Linked DNA regions of Gasterosteus aculeatus: region 2 is linked to region 1. A link is a contact called in public Hi-C data. All regions are on one chromosome and are shown on one strand. Each heading gives the region's core, a stretch centred on a gene start, on an enhancer-like site or on the middle of the called end of the contact. The rest is flanking DNA. Distances are from core to core; before and after follow the strand shown. Region 1 overlaps adamts18 (ADAM metallopeptidase with thrombospondin type 1 motif, 18). Region 2 has its middle 8.1 kb from the start of LOC120809508.

Evidence for each region. Hi-C and Micro-C count contacts between places; a contact is called where the count stands out from the background.
Region 2: a Hi-C map of liver shows a contact between it and region 1, with 5 times the contacts expected there. The contact joins two enhancer-like sites. A contact is called at or near these places in 3 of 6 Hi-C or Micro-C datasets (liver, tail fin and whole body).

Annotation. Positions count from the first base shown.
Region 1 is chr12:4,129,960-4,133,467 of fGasAcu3.hap1.1, forward strand. adamts18 (ADAM metallopeptidase with thrombospondin type 1 motif, 18) reads right to left here. Exons shown (of 24, transcript XM_040167666.2): 19 at 2,434-2,638; 20 at 299-493. Among protein-coding and RNA genes, the nearest start is that of LOC120810219, 36 kb to the left of the region's middle. Within about 2 kb of position 1,527, at least 3 of the 9 cell types and tissues checked have open chromatin away from gene starts, as enhancers often do.
Region 2 is chr12:4,193,850-4,197,134 of fGasAcu3.hap1.1, forward strand. No RefSeq gene overlaps it. Among protein-coding and RNA genes, the nearest start is that of LOC120809508, 8.1 kb to the right of the region's middle. Within about 2 kb of position 1,657, at least 5 of the 9 cell types and tissues checked have open chromatin away from gene starts, as enhancers often do.

The DNA.
Region 1 (3,508 bases), core at 277-2,776:
TGAAGGGATGCGATGTTCATCATTGCTGGTGATTCAGTGCAGATGTCTTGATACTGTATTGAATTCTGATCCATTGCAAATGCCGGCCTTCTCCCTTGTGTGATTATGACCATTTCTGAGAAACAAAAGCTAGTACGAAGCTTTTATTTTCTTGATTCTGGACAAATAGGCAGGCAACACAACATGGAAACAATGTACTCAACGTAAATCTGATCCTTATAACGCACATGTAGGTGTTTTCAGTTTTTTTTTTTGAGAATTATTAAAGTGAAGAAGTCAGAAGTCTCCTCTCTCCTACCTCCCCCCAAGCCGCGGTGACCCACTGCAGCCGCTCGTTCTTCGGGCAGCGCCGCAGGACGCAGGTCTCCTGGGTTTTGGGCCTGTGGTGCTGTCTGCACATGCTGTCGGGCACCACCACCGCCTTGGCCCCGGGATCAGTGCTGCGGCAGAACGCGCTGCGCTTCCTCAGGCCGCGGCCGCAGGTCTTGGAGCACTGTGAACGGACACCAGGACGTCACGACGGCGGAGAACAAGCGGCGTAATGAGAGGAGGGATTCGCTGTGTGCAAAGGTGAAATGAGCATGCACCAAACTTTTTCAGTACTGCTTTGACCTTAAGCTTTCATCGCCTTCAGCAGAGGTCAAACCCTTTGGCACGGTCAACGCGCTCGTAAATTCGCCACATTACGGTCTAACATTAAATAAAATGCGCCAATAACGAGCAAAAGAGAGTGTGTGACCCCCCCGAGGCATCAAAGCGTCCACCAAAGGCAGTTCTGACTGAAAAGCAGAGGTGGACAGCGGTGTCAAATCGCCCTGCGGGGACCGAGAGACACAGCTGTCAGGGCAGTTAATGTGACAGCGTCACACGAGCCGACGAGACAAAGGACTCGTACACATCTGTGCATACGGATTGACGCGCTCAAACAAGCGTCCCTGTCGTCCCTGTTGTCGCTGAAAACTCTGATTGATGTTTGCACAGACACTGGCCGTTGCCTCTGGGCGACCGCCGACTGAACTCGGACCGGTGGGACCAAAGAGCCCCCCCCCCCTCGTCCCCCCCCCACAGCTGTGACACACCAGCCAATCGTCCGCAGATTGGCGCTTAATGAGCAAACAGAAGCCTGTCTACTGTGTGAAGCTCTGTAGTTGCACTTGGTCAACAGCCAGAGGATCCAAAGGCGTAATAAGCTGTTTGGTGATTCAAAGTGTTTGGTTACTACCTTCGAACTACCTTGAGATTCAAACGTTGAAATAAGATTTCCTAAATAAGAAGGACACGGGGATGAAGGGAGAACATTTCGTTTGGGATGAGTGGGAGTGAAAAGGTTTAGCAGATGTTTGAGGATAAAGGCCGAATAGTCTTACAAGTGCCCAGTTGAACCCATCTGTAGTTTGTTTTTTCGATGTTCGTCCCGTGTCCAACAGAGGGCAGCAGAGTGTTTGATTTAGCATGAGTGAAACCTCTTGACACTTGTGAGAGTGTGTTAGTGTGTGTGTGTGTGTGTGTGTGTGTGTGTGTGGTGGAGTGTGTGCGACTTTCCGTCATGCAAATGTCTCAACGTGCATCTTTGTTTAAACTTGTCGGTGGACGCTGATCACTCATAGCCAACAAATGAATTTTGACAGCTGGCACGCGTAACCTAGCAACATTAGTGGCAATGCTGAAGTCAGCACTTCTGTTTGAACAGCAAGTACAGAGGTAACTACACGTCACAGCAGGAACAGCACAGATGTAAATAAAGAATAGATGAAGTATTTGCCTTATTTCAGCTGCAGGGTCAGAGTAACAACCAGCCTGCAGCCTGCAACACTAGTAACGCGTCATTTGAATACAATAGTGTCACAGAAATCCCTCATGGCAGCGGTTTAATTTACAATAATCATTCCAAACTCATAACGAAGCATATCGTTATGAGACAGAAAATGAATGGATTGAAGAAGCCGGCTCCCTGCAGGCAAACACTCATTTTTGTCTCACAGAATGTATGCATTTGCACGCTTAAACCTACTAACACACACTCGTGCGCGCACACAGGGAGAGAGACTGTCAGATGCCTCTCTATTCCTCTACTGACTCAAGCAGTCAGTAACACAAATTAGCTTCTAAGTCACCGGGCCCCGGGGCCTAAGCGCCGGTAAGTATGTGCATTACAACGTTTTCCTGTAATTTCCCCACAAACTCTCTTAGCTAGATTGTGTCGTGTGGGACATAGAGTATCACTGCTCTGTCTCTTTATTTATACATGTTTGGAGATAAATGTGTCTGTGAACATGCTCATGAGGGGATTTTTATCATCTTGATTTAGCGTAAATAAGCAACTTAACACAAAAGAACTGAGGCTGATTGTCTGAAGTTTTGGAGCTATTTGGCACACCGGCATGTAACAAAGGTGAACAGTTGACCTAAACACACGTATTTTCACGAACCCACCTGTGACCAGGAGCCCGTGCTCCACTCGGGCGGGCAGGCCTGCGTGTGGCACGGCTGGATCTGGGCCGGCGAGATGACGGGGCAGAGGGAGTGAGCCGCCACCTCCTCCCTCTGATAGGTCACCTTCCTCAGGCAGCGCAGCGTCCTGGTCTGCTGACCTCCTCCACACGAGCGGCTGCAGAGGCCCCAGTCTCCGCTCGCCCAGCTGTGGTGGGACAGCGAGAGGGAGCACGTGTGAGTCGGATGGAGCGTTTTAATGCCACATCACTGGGATCCTAATCAGGACAGCCAACCACAGGTTCCGAATCACTTATTCTGGGCCCAAACATGCACACATAGAAAGGACCACTTCACCCTAAGTTAACAGTGACTATTAAACCACCTCATGTTTAAGCAGTTAAAATGTTGGGTCTATCTTGCGTTACTTAAATTCACAAAAAAAACTCAACCTGCCTCTTTTAAAATACTCACAATATATTTCACACATTGACTTTTGGTAGTTAAGGATACATACAAAGAATATATATATATATATATATATATATATATATATCCGTATCCATCCATCTCTTCCCATTCTGAAACTAAACAGGACGACCATATTGTATATACAACGCTCCACAACAGCTTGGCCTGGTCTCCCAATGCCAACCGCAATGTACAAGAGACAATAAGGGACAGTGGACAGCGGATGTCTCTTCCCTCATTCATTCTTCTTCGGCCTCCCAATGCCGGATCATTTTATTTTCCCATCTCCTCCTCCTTTTTGTCCATTTTTTTTCTCTCCTCTCTTTGAAATCCCACTTTGCCACTGCTGCTTCTAAAATAGCTTCCTTCATTGGCACCGGGGCTGAAGGGGGAGATTACAGCAAATGAGTGGCCTGACAACCGCAGGCTGAAAGGAGGAAGACGGAGAGATGGGCATATGGCTCAGTCCAGTTCTGAGACGACATGCTGCCGCAAAGACCGTCCCTCCGCGCCGCCGACCTGCTCCAGGGGAAGAAAAATGCTTTCATTCTCTGTCAAGTGCCGCAGACGAATGAAGCAGCGGAACCAAAACTGCAATTTGGAAACG
Region 2 (3,285 bases), core at 407-2,906, 64 kb after region 1:
TAATTAAGCTTAAGCTTTTTTCACCAACTGACTGAGCAGAACATTGTAAAATTCCTCAATTTGATCGCGATTCGGTGTCACTTTTGCTCTTGGGATACTTGCTATAAATGTTTTTAACTGCAATTTATCAACCCTACAATGAAGTACTTGGTCAAACTCCTCTTTGTAATACTAAAGCTCAAGGAAGCTTTGTTTGTTACTGTCACACAGTTCTGGTGTTCTTTAGTCTTTTGAACATCAGGATATTGGAGCAAACTTTTTCCCATCAGATATTGACTGTGAGACAATACGGGGTGGAAGGGCCTCTGACAAACATTTACAAACCAGACAATTGCTTCGTATTGGTCCTCTCCCCTAATCCACCGGGTGCCATTTGCCTGTCTACAAAAAAGGTCAAAGTGGTCACACAAGGACAAAAACACTCCCACTCTGGGGATTTGGTGTCCGTCTAATTAAATACTGATTAGAAAGTGAACAGTAGCTCCTGAAGAGTCTCTGAAGCCAAATTAAAAAATTGTAATCTGCTCAACTGGCTGAGGTCTTTCATCTGATAAAGAGAACCAGTCTAGTCCACTTCTTGAAAAGATTTAAGTAAGAGAAGAAGCAACATTTTTCAAGTGGTGTATAAAATCATTTTTCAATTTTTTAAATAGTTAGTTCTTAAAAAAAGTATGTGTTTTTTTAAATAGAGACACTGTTTAAATTTCTCTGATTTGACCTGATATACTTACTAATTTTATTTAATTACATTTAAATAGCCCCAGATGGCAAATTAGCCTCGAAGGGCTTTACAAACGTACACATACAACATCTTCTATGCCGGCACACTCTCATCAAAACAGGGAGAATCCCTTAAAAAAATATACCTTTACTGGGGTAAACAGCAGCAGCGGTGAGATCTCTCTATCCGGATGGACAGAGGTGGGATAGAGGTCATGGTTACAGAATAAACAATGTAAAACATCACAATATGTTCATGCATATGACAGAAATAATTCATAAAATGGAAGTAGTGAGTTGAAATGACAGCTAATAATGACAGCAATGATGGTTCTAGATGGACTAATAATGACAGCAGCAGTGAGTGTCAGGCAGAACCACTGCAGGAACAACCACCATCACATGTAATCACCTAAACCAGCACATAATCACACGCCTCTGTGTACATCAGGTCCTTGAAAGGTAATCTGACCTTCGATTTCACTTTAGCTCATAGTTGAGGTCATTGAATAAAAGCAGTGCTGAAAGACGGATTCAGATATTTTACAAAAGTAAAATTATTCAAATCACACTAAGAAAACAATCCACTAAAAGTTAAGTTAGTCTTACCTGCTTTACATTCTGTTTAGTTATTTCATCCACAGCATTGAATCATATTCTAAAGAATCACCATGTGTGCGTCTCCAGTCTCCTGTAAGAACCACATATTTTCAGAATAGTTCCATCTTTGTGACAATGCGTTCTCCAGCTGATCCACTGAAGACAATGACTATAGGTTATTTAGCTGACAATGTCCTTTCATAGGAATTGCACAAACCCAACCAAGGAGCCTTCCAACCTCAGTTGATCCCACACACAGACACTTACATTTAACATATCTATGAAGTACATGTTTTTAAATTGGACTGTATTTGTTGCAGTCTAGCCCCATCATATGGACGGCTTCGGTACTGCGTGAGCTCTGCACACTATTCAAGTGATCAAGGGAGAGATGAGAGAACAATAATAGGACGCAGGTTGGACTCAAAAACTTTTGTCTAGTTAAATGTGCATACAAAACTACAAAGTAGTGTTGATGACTGAGCAACTCTATTCAACAGTCATCTATCATGCTGCTACTTTTATTTAACAACTCTTAATGCCCCTTTTTTTGCATTTCCCCAGATGCTTGAATTTATTTCTTGAGTACAACCATAAATATCATGGATAGCGAATAGCTAGACAGCGAAGCAGAAACATGGACAGTCTTAAGTCCAGACAGATGGATGAGAGCTGGCAGAGACGCTGAGGACCAGAAAGGAAGTGGAAGTGGAAGCACAGTGATCAGCTGACGGTGGTGGTCAAGCACCTACATGACACCAGCAGATGTGAAGCGTTTGAAGCAGCTCTTCCCTCCCGGTGGGTGTCGTGGAAGACGGACGACCCGTCTTGCCCCCGGGTGACAGTGATTTATAAGGTGGGATTACTGCACGGTCAGGGCGGGGTGAAGTCTCTCGTTCCACACATGTTGTGCACACTGAACTGGACACCGAGAACAGAAACCCTTAATTTCCCTCATTCTTTTCCCCAGGCTCATAATTATATACTGGCAACACAGAATCCGTTTAGTGTTTTTATACATGGAAGATACTGCCATTTATTTGAATAATAATCATATTTTATTGTTTATGGGATTTAAGTATGTGACAGTGGAAACTGGACTTAGCTAAATTTACAGAATACGCCGTAATGCTACCATCTATTTACAAAGGGTGATATGATCTGCTATTTTGGCAACAAAAAAACATGTATATATATTTATATATATATGCAAGCATATTTCTATACCTCAATCATGTATACAGCAGCTTTTGAACATTTGTATTGTAAAAGGAGGAGGTGCAAGAAAAACAAACAATTACACATTTGCACATGAGCATGTTTAAAGGGTGCATAGTGGTTTCCTTGAAAGGAATACAAAGTGTAAAGGTGGGGTGATTAGCGCTGTCGCCTCACAGAAAAAAATCTCTCTCCAACCAGCAGCCTTTCTGTGTGGAGTCTGCGTGGGTACTCTGGCTTCCTCCCACAATCCAAAGACATGCTCTGGGGATTGGGTTGATTGGTGACTCCTAATTGCCCGTAGGTGTGTGGATGTGAATGGTTGTTTATCTCTGTGTCAGCTCTGTGATTGACTGGCGACCGATCCAAGATGTGACCTTGTGTCTGTTGCACAATGTTGCCTGGGATGGACTCCAGCCCGTCCGCAACACTGTATGGAGGACAAGCCGTTTGTGCCGATGAAGATGATTGACTGACTGGAAGTGTAAAAATATATATCTTTGCCATAGTTCCCCTCATGCTTTTAGTAACAAATCATGATACTGAGTCGAGAATTTGCTCTCTTTTTGGTGTGTACAGAGCTTGGACCTTGACCTGATTTCTTTTGTACTTTTTCTCATAAGGCTATACCTCTGAAGGCCCCTGTAACGTGCAGTCCTTGGGGGGAACGCGTAATAATGAGGATACAGCGGATTCTGCAAACAGTCTTTATTGTCTGTTTTAACCACGAGTGTCCGGCTCCAGTTT